Regions from separate parts of the Triticum aestivum genome. Here region 2 is linked to region 1. The links are chromatin contacts, called in public Hi-C maps. All regions are on one chromosome and are shown on one strand. Each heading gives the region's core, a stretch centred on a gene start, on an enhancer-like site or on the middle of the called end of the contact. The rest is flanking DNA. Distances are from core to core; before and after follow the strand shown.

Region 1 (4,699 bases), core at 668-3,167:
ACTTAAAATATGTTTGCACAATAATAAAAGCCGAATATGAAAATTTATTCGGTTTGGAGCTTTTGGTTGCTGTAGGTGCTATACAGATTGAGGCTTTCAGTGATTCGTTATAAGTAGTGCAACAAATATATAAGGGTTATCAATGTTTTGACGAATCACTTATAGTTTATCTTGGGATATGTCTAGATGCAAAATTTACCTTGGGTTGCTTTAATATCCTTCATATATCTAGACATGACAATTCGAAAGAGTTGGCACAGCAAGCATCTAGCTACTATGTTAACCATGGTGTATTGTATTATTTCTATCAATAGCCGATGCTAGGTCTTGTCAACATAGGTAAGGCTGAACCGAAGCCCACCGCTTCGGCCACTAATGAAACTTTTATGCAGGCGAAGTAAGGATTGGAGAAAGTTTATTATTGATCATCAGCAAAATCCTAGCAAAAGGGTGAATAATATTGTTCCGAGGATGACCTTGAGATACATATCTATGGGACTTTATCATCGGATTGTTAAGGAAGTTGAGAAAGTTTCACCCAAGCTTGCGTCAAAATATTCACACAAGCAATGGCCGATATAAACTTATCATCCTAAGAATATGCCAAAACGGCCGATGGAGTGTTGACATTGTCCTTAAAGCAAGCTATGTGCAAGTTATTTTTCGGCACACAGGCTTTGCCGAAAAACAGGGGGGCATGTGTTGACACCAGATTTTGGCACAGTCAAGAACTTATTTAAAATGGCCTCAAATAGAGAAGTATTCTACATGAAAAAGTTTCGTATTGTCGATACGAACATCTTTCAAGTTTGGGCCATCGCCATCTGATCTCATCTCGAAGGCCGAAGTTGTGTTCGAAATACTGAGATTTTGTATTCAGAACACTATTCGACACATTACGCCCCCAAAACTGCCTTGTACGGAAAAATGATCTACATGGATTGTCTTCGTCTCGTCGAAACGATCGATTTTGATATAAGAATCATTCCAATCCGAGTTCATATATAAAAGTTAGAGCCATCCGAATACAACACTATCACAAGCCAAAAGTGGCGCGCCCCACCAGACACCCTGTCTGATGGGTAGCGCGAATAACGGCCTGTGTTGCACGAGCGATTTGACCCTCAAGATGAACTCTAATAAAAAAACGTTCAACATAAAAGTTGTTCGTCTCGTCGAAACGGTCAAGATTGTTTTTGGGCTCGTTTTCATCCAAGGTCGTTTACCACCTCAAAAGTTACCCGCAAGGTGCAGCCAGTTTAAACCGAACAGTTTTGGAAAGTTCGGACAAAACCAATCCGAATTTGACTAGGGTTTTGGACGTGAATCCAAGCCTTTTCCTTGCACGGGAAGTCCAGCCGCCTCTTATGTACCTGAGGGGTGATGGCCGATTGAACAACACACAATCGAACAAATATATTTACACTTTTTACCTTTACTTTTCCTTCTCCCTTGTTCTTCTTCTTCCTCGTTCTTCGTCTGTTCTTTTTATTGCAGAGCGGCGATCCACGAGGCCCTAGGGGCGATCAGGTCGACCTAGGGCAACCCATAGCCACCGCACGCCCTGACGAGGTCCCTCCCGGGCGTGTGGGGTTTCGGGTCTACAAAAGCGCCTGCCGGATTGTCTTGCGTATCGCGCTTCCGGCAGGTCTCCTTCGACGTGAGTTGCGGTGCATCACCCTCGGCGTTGGAGGTACACGGTGACGTGTTCGTGTGCGAACAATCTCAAACTCTCTTCAATCAGGAAAATAAAAGAAAAGGGAAATATTATTGGCAGTGGTAAAACTGAAGATAAGGACCTGCAGTTTTGGAAGCAAGCAGAGCACACACAAACCAAACCAACGATGACATCAGTGGAGTGCGAGAGGGGGAGCCCGGCCCGGCCCTTCTTTAAGATCACCACCCGCCCCCATTGCCCTCTCCCACACCTCTCTCTCTCTCTCTCTCTCTCTCCCCACCTCCTCTCGTCTTCTTCTCGCCCGGTGACACCCGCTCGCCCCCATTCACCAGCGAGCTCGAGCTTGCTTGCTCTTCTCTGCTGCAAGCCGCTGATCGGCTCTCTCCGGGAGGGAAGCGTCGGGATTTGGCTGCTCTGTCAGGCTGGCTCTTGACATGTTCAGATCGAAGGTCCAGGAGATGATCCTCAGGAGGAGGTCCAGGTCCATGAACGGCGCCGCGCAGCACGCCGGCAGCTCGCCCACGGCTTCGTGCGACGCCGGCGGAGGTGGCAAGGGTGCTGCTCGCGCGCCGTCGTTCGCCGCGCCGAGGCTGCTGCACTCGTCGTCGCTCCCCGCCGGCGGCCGCGCCGCGGTCGTCATCGGGAGCCCCGCGCGGGACCCAGAGGCGTTGTCCGCCTACGCCATGAGCCCGACCTCCGTGCTGGACGCGTCGGCGGCCTTCGGGTCGCCCGGCCCGGCCGTGGACGCCGGAGGGGGCAAGCGCCGGCCCTGGTGCGACGGGTGCGCGGGCCCGCACGGGCTCGCCGACGTGCTGGACTGCGCCCACGAGGCCCAGCGGAGGAAGAACGTCCTCCGGGGCGCCGTGAGGGCGCAGGCGCCGGCCCTGGTGCGCTCGTCCTCCCTGGACCGGCGCGTGGAGTTCGGCGTCAAGAACAAGAGCTCGTGGCTGCCGCTGCGCTCCGCCCGCGCGGGGGCGGCGGCGGAGGAGGACGACGGGCCGGCGTCCGAGGACTACACCTGCGTCATCTCCCGCGGGCCCAACCCGAGGACGGTGCACATCTTCGGCGACCGCGTCGTGGAGGGCGACGGCGTGGCGGAGAGCCCGCCGCCGGCGCCGGTGCCGGCGCGCCAGGGCAGAGGCTTCCTCAGCCTGTGACGCCATGCCCATGCCACCCCATAGTAGCAATTCCCCCATGATGCGTGCGTGCGTGCGTGCGTGCTCCGGTAAAGTAGTAAGTCTTGTCGATGCTGTCAGTATTTTGTTCTTGGATCGATCGATCTTGATGAGATGATCAGGCAGATGCCTCCTCGATCAGATGATCAAACGGATTGGGTTTTGTCTGTAATATAGGAATTCCATGCCTTTGCTCCAACAACATGTTTGTACCAGAGTAAGATCACATCCGAGCATGTAAAATTAGTACTAGCTTATGAATGAATTGATCATTGAAAATGCACCGAATTTCTCAATCCCTGGCCAGAGCCTGCGATCAGAATAGTTGCTTCCGGAATGAATTGAACGTTGAAAATGCACTGAATTTCTCGGTTGTCAGAGCCTGTGATGAGAATCTTGGAACCATTTCCGATGAAGCTAGTTGCAATCAATCAACTCCTCTACTCTACTCTACTCTACCTCACCTAGCCTTGCTGCAAGATGCTCACTGCATCTCCAATAATTGGCGGTTTCTTCAGCAGCAGTAGCAGCAGAAAATAGGGCCAGGGCCATGGGCCATGGCAATGATTGATGTCCCCTGCGCCGGGCCCTGGCCACTCGAGCACGGTGGTGCCTTGTCCTAGTCAGGGGCCCGGATTTGGCATACGGTTGCAGCTAACCACTGCGGCGGTGGGCCCCGTCCCCTCTCGTCTCATCTGATCCGATCCGATCGCCTCCCCCCTCCCGTCTCGACTTGTGTTTCAGTTTCTTTTTCGTGACGCCGATGGAATTGATGCCCACTCCGCCTCCCCATCACCAATTTTTCTTTCTCGGTTTCTTTCTGGTGATCAATGCACTCGGCTGATGTGGACCGTGTCCGTGGTGGGAATCTAATGAGTTCTTCTCAGCCCACTTTCTCGCAGGGCAGATAGATGGATCAAGTGGGTTGTGAAGAACAAATTTATACATTATGTGATGACCGGTGACAGCGAGAGTAGAGCAACTGGGCAGGGATTTTAGAGGATTGTTAGCTTCGCTTTGTGCTGTAACATTATTCTAGGATGGTCAAGTAGCGATCTAAAAGAAAATCTTATATTTCTTTACAGAGGGAGTGTATATATATATTTGTTGATTTGATGGTGATATGTTCATGGGAAACATTTTTTTACTTGCTGTGAGATTTGGATTTGGAGGTCATATGTAGCGGCGCCGCATATGTAGCAGCACGCAAGTTGCAGTTGTTTGACAGACAGACATACGGCCTCCTGCATCATCCACAATGCAACCCTCTGATAAATATTATAGTACTCGAGAAAAAAAGAAGTGTGTAGAGTCTGGGAATGAACAGAACCAGATCTTGAGCCCAACCGACGCCTGATCTAGCACTGCTCACAAAAACAAAACAAAAACATAACTGTTCAGTATTCAGAGCTTGCTCTAGTTCATCATCATGCATCCGACAAAATGAAACATTATGAGCCTGTTCAGAACCTTTCCAATCTCAAAACAGACAAGGAGCTGGGTTCGAGCCACTCCCTGAAATTGTGCTGCCCCTCCCTCCGCTCTAGGAGCCGCAGGTGTGGAGCAGAGAGCATCCGAACAGGTCCTATTCCTATAAGACCACTCCATATTAGTCTGCCAAATCTCAAGCTGAACCTTTGCAAGACTAACTGAAGCCCCATACAAAGACAACAACCGGGGTTAAAAAACAGTGTATACATATGCAATCTACTTAGTTTGTTAGAGGAAGCATCTAACAGCCAGATAAAGCCAATGCTATTTTCGTCCATGTTGGCTAGGCTTCGCAATGGCGAATGGGATACATCCACTAATTTGCCATAAGAAATAGAAACCCACGCATGTATCC
Region 2 (4,478 bases), core at 1,404-3,903, 400 kb before region 1:
TGCACTCATTTGTAGCAAGGGCACCCGAAAACAGCCTTCCAAGCAATAATCTTCATTTTCAACGGAACTTGGGAACTCCAAATACGCTGCCAGATAGGCCTCCGTCCGGAGGGGTTGCCACTGGAGGAACTCAAGTGTACCGAATGCTGAACTTCCGTTGCGAGATGGTAAGCACTTCGGACAGTAATATGTCCACTTTTTTCAGGGAACCACGCGATGAAGTCCTGCTCATTCCTAGGAGATGTGCGAATCTTAAGAATCTCCCGCACATCCAAGTCCCAAAAGTGTTCCCTGAGCCGTTGCACATTCCATGCACCATGCTCATCCAAGAAGTCAGCCACCCAATTGTATCGACAATTCCCCTTCGGAGTTACTGGCCGGAAATTATGTCCTCTAAGGATCCAAGCATCTCTCCATGTTTTAATGAGAGTACCATTACCTACTCGCCATATAATGCCTTTCTTCACAAGATCAAGTCCGTGAACAATACCTTTCCACACCGCCGAAGAACTAGCTGAGAATACTGTGTCCAATAAATCCCCCCTTGGGTAGTATTTAGCCTTCAACAAGCGAGCACACAAGCTATCCGGGCTGTCCAGGAGACGCCAAGCCTGCTTGGCCAACAAAGTTTGATTAAAGGCCCTTATATCACGAAATCCCATACCTCCCATAGCCTTCAGAAGCATCATCTTCTCCCAGCTAAGCCATGCCATCTTCATCTTCCCGTTCTCCATCCCCCACCAATACTGCCTCATCATCTTTGTAAGATCATCACACACCGAAGCAGGAAGTCGGAACACACTCATAACGTATGTTGGGATTGTTTGTGCCACGGCCTTGATGAGGATCTCCTTGTTCCCAACAGAAACATATTGTTCACTCCAATCAATTAGCCTTTTTCTTAGCCTGTCCTGAAGGGTCTCAAACTGGCCCTTATGCGCTCTACCTTCAGGTACCGACAAACCGAGGTATTTTGGTTCGAACACTTGTTGCTGCACCTCCAAGATATATTGATTTCCTCCACCACTGACGCATTACAGTTTCCAGAGAAAAGGATGGAACACTTCTCGGGCTACCCGTCGCCGAGGAATAAGTGTTCAACAAACCTTTAACAATGTCCGCTTGCTGGCCAGAAGCTTCAAAAAACAGCAAAGTATCATCCGCAAATAAAAGGTGAGATATCACCGGTGCACCACGGCAGATGGTCACTCCTCTCAAGCTTCCTTCATTCACTGATTTTGACAGGAGAGCGGGGGAGTTACATGTTTCAAATTCATTTTATTTAACATATATTTATCTATGTTTATACTATATAAACTAAACAAGAATGATTTTTAATTTTTCACTGATGACAAAAAAAGTCTATGATAGAGTATCTAAACAACACATCGAGTTTATTTTTTGAAATATGTTTCACAAACTAAAAAAAATATGCATGTAAGCTAAGAGAATCCATACATGTAAAAAAGATCTAGTCTAGTTTTAGGAATAGTTTCAGTAAAATAAAAAAACTATTTTGTGCAATATTAACCTGCTTGTTGTACTAATAACTAATTAAAATACTCATTTTTTTAAATATGACTAACCAAAGAATGCGTGTGTTTATAAAATATTAATCTATTTGAGAACAATGAGTGGGTTAAAAGTGGCTGCTTTATCTAAAGCAAACTTTAGCTACTAATTGGCTGCCTACCATTCTTTTACGCCATCAAGGAAAAGTGACAAATATTGGCCAGTTTTGTTTTTGCTTGGGTAGCAACCTTTTAGCCGGGTGCTCCTATATGGCGCAACACGTGCCGGGGAGCGGACGCTTGCGCCCATTTTGGAGCCGGCCCATGAGCGGCAGCGGGGAGCCCCCTATTTCCTTGTTTTCTTTTTTCCTTTTTTCTTTTCTAAATTTTTAAAAATGCGAATTCCAAAAAAGGTTTGTGGAGCCAAAAAACTTCCTGAATTTGAATAGTGTTCGCAAATTTGAAAAAATGTTCATGATTTTAAAAATGTTCGTGAATTTGGATATTGATGAACCTGTTTTATCTGATGAATGTTTTTTGAATTTGATGAACTTTTTGAACTTGATTAACAAATTCTCAATTCAAGAACATTTCCGAAAAAATAGGATGATTTTTTTAAAAAATGGATGAACATTTTCAAACATTACGTGACCAAAATTTGAATATGATGAACATTTTTTTTGAACTTGATGAACAGATTCTCAATTAAAAACACTTTTTTGAAAATCGGATGAAATTTTTGGAAACTGAATGAACATTTTTTGTATTTGATGAACATTTTTTTAAATTACGATGAACCAATTTTGAATTTCATGAACATTTTTTGAATTAGATGAACATTTTTTGAATTCAGTGACAACAATTGTTCAGTATTTGAAAACATCAAAAATGATAAAAAAAAATAAAGACAAAGAAGAAAAAACGGAGCTGAAAGAAGAAATAAAAAATAAGAGAATAAAACAGAAAATAACATAAATAAAAGAAAAAAGAAAAAAAACTGAGGGACCTCACGCCCCATCCTGCGCGCCATATAGGTAGGATCCGCCCTTTTAGCCCCAAACCAAGCATCTCAGTCATTGCTGAGGCCCAGTAGACTATGGGTTTGGGCTCCATCTACGTCCCCAGGTTCCAATTCCAAACACTCTTGACATTCCCCTAAAAATCTCCTAGGTGAGACTGGTCGCTGGGTCCCACGAAGAGCCAGCCATAAACCCTAGCAATTTCCCCACTCCCGACCTCCCTCCCCCGCCTCCCGCGCCTCGCGCTGGATTCGAACCCGACAGCGAATCCACGCTCGCCGCTGCTTTGCCGCCATGGAGGACGCAGCGGTCGAGGAGGCGGAGGTGAGCGGCGCGGGCGAGTTCGCGCCGGCGCTCGTCGCCGCCCACCCGCTCGGCCACTCCGTCGCCGTCGCCGTCGGGCCCGAGCTCCGCGTGTTCGATCTCAAGTAAGGATTGCTCTCTTCGCCTGCGGTGCGGCTTCCTGCATAACCTCGGTCGGGCCCTGTGTGTAGCGAAGTTCGTGTTTCGACTGCAGTATCGCTAGATTTTTGTGGAGATTGGGGGTAAATGCGCTTTTGAGCCGAGTCAGGTGCTTATCTTGTACAGACAGTAGTTTGGTTTCATATGTCTTATGTGTGGAAGAATGACTACTGAATTTTAGATGTCTAAAACGTTCCTGCTGTCTATTTTGTAAAAGCTCAGGTGCTTAGTTTTGTACTGTCTAATACATATGCTTATTTCTCAGGTGTAAAGTTTTATTTTAATGCAGTTTGCTTGACGAGCAATGCAAATGATGATTTATTTTTTGTGTGCATCCAGGGGTGGTTGTGCAGTTTCGTTGTCAGATGATTCTGGCGGTTGTTCTCATTCAGATGCTATTAGAGCAATTTCGTTCAGTGTTGATGGTGCCTTGTTCGCATCTGCGGGCGATGATAAGCTTGTTAAGATCTGGAAGACTGACTCGTGGCGCTGCATCCAGACTATGTGAGTGCTGCTTTTTTTCTCACTCAATCTTGCTAACACGATGAAGACACCAAACAGTGGACCTGTTATTTTGCATTTGTTCAGTCTATAAGTGTCGCTGTGTTATATGGTGTATGAGAACCCTCTCCTTACCTTTCAGTAGTAGCCTTTTATTTTACTTGTATTAGGTCAATAGTTGCAATGAAATTGGTGATTGAATAGTGAGTATGTTTATTGTTGTGTTGTTGTTAGCACTACTAAATTTGCTGAGCATACATATGATTTATTTTGCAATATTTTTGCTTCTGCAGAACTTCTGAAAAGAGGGTTAGCGCAGTTGCTATTAGCAAAGATGGCCTGTATGTAACATTTGCAGATAAGTTTGGTGTCATTTGGTTAGTTACTGTGGGGGAACATGGCGGAGGGCAGGTGTCATCTGATGATAACAAACCTGTCTCAATTTATGGTCACTACTGCAGTATTATTACTAGCATGGTATGGACAAATTTTCACCTTATGCACCATGTGGATTTATTTGTGCCTCCTATATATTGATCAGTAAGCCTGTATGTCTGACTGTCACTGTCATAGTTCAGTGTTTTTTTCTGTTCATGTCGAATATAACCATGCTTACTTATATCATTTATTTGTGAATGTAGAAATTCTCACCAGATGGACGGTTCATTGCCACTGCTGATCGGGACTTCAAAATTCGAGTATGGAACTTCTGTACTTCGCAGTAATCGCCTTGGTGGGGCATAATTCTGAGTTATTTATCTTACTCATGTAATTATTTTTGTAGGTTACATCATTCCCAAAGGATCCTGTAAAAGGGGCTCCCCAAATACAGAGCTTTTGCCTTGGACATACAGAGTATGTTCAGTTCACTTTGTCATCTTTTTGTTCATTTTTTACAGTTAATGTTCCTACCATGTCTACATAACTTTGAATTTTGTTGATCATGATCCCAATTGCTGTAGTTTCACAGCTAAATGTTGCAACA

The links. Hi-C and Micro-C count contacts between places; a contact is called where the count stands out from the background.
Region 2: a Hi-C map of leaf shows a contact between it and region 1, with 7 times the contacts expected there. The contact joins the promoter of LOC123113298 here to the promoter of LOC123113297 in region 1. A contact is called at or near these places in 3 of 5 Hi-C or Micro-C datasets (all in leaf).

What each region holds. Positions count from the first base shown.
Region 1 is chr5B:571,640,550-571,645,248 of IWGSC CS RefSeq v2.1, reverse strand. LOC123113297 (FCS-Like Zinc finger 8) reads left to right here and starts at 1,917. Exons shown (of 1, transcript XM_044534493.1): 1 at 1,917-3,149. The coding sequence starts at 2,113. The coding sequence ends at 2,835.
Region 2 is chr5B:572,041,683-572,046,160 of IWGSC CS RefSeq v2.1, reverse strand. LOC123113298 (tRNA (guanine-N(7)-)-methyltransferase non-catalytic subunit wdr4) reads left to right here and starts at 2,653. Exons shown (of 10, transcript XM_044534494.1): 1 at 2,653-2,958; 2 at 3,332-3,496; 3 at 3,787-3,970; 4 at 4,135-4,191; 5 at 4,278-4,348. The coding sequence starts at 2,825.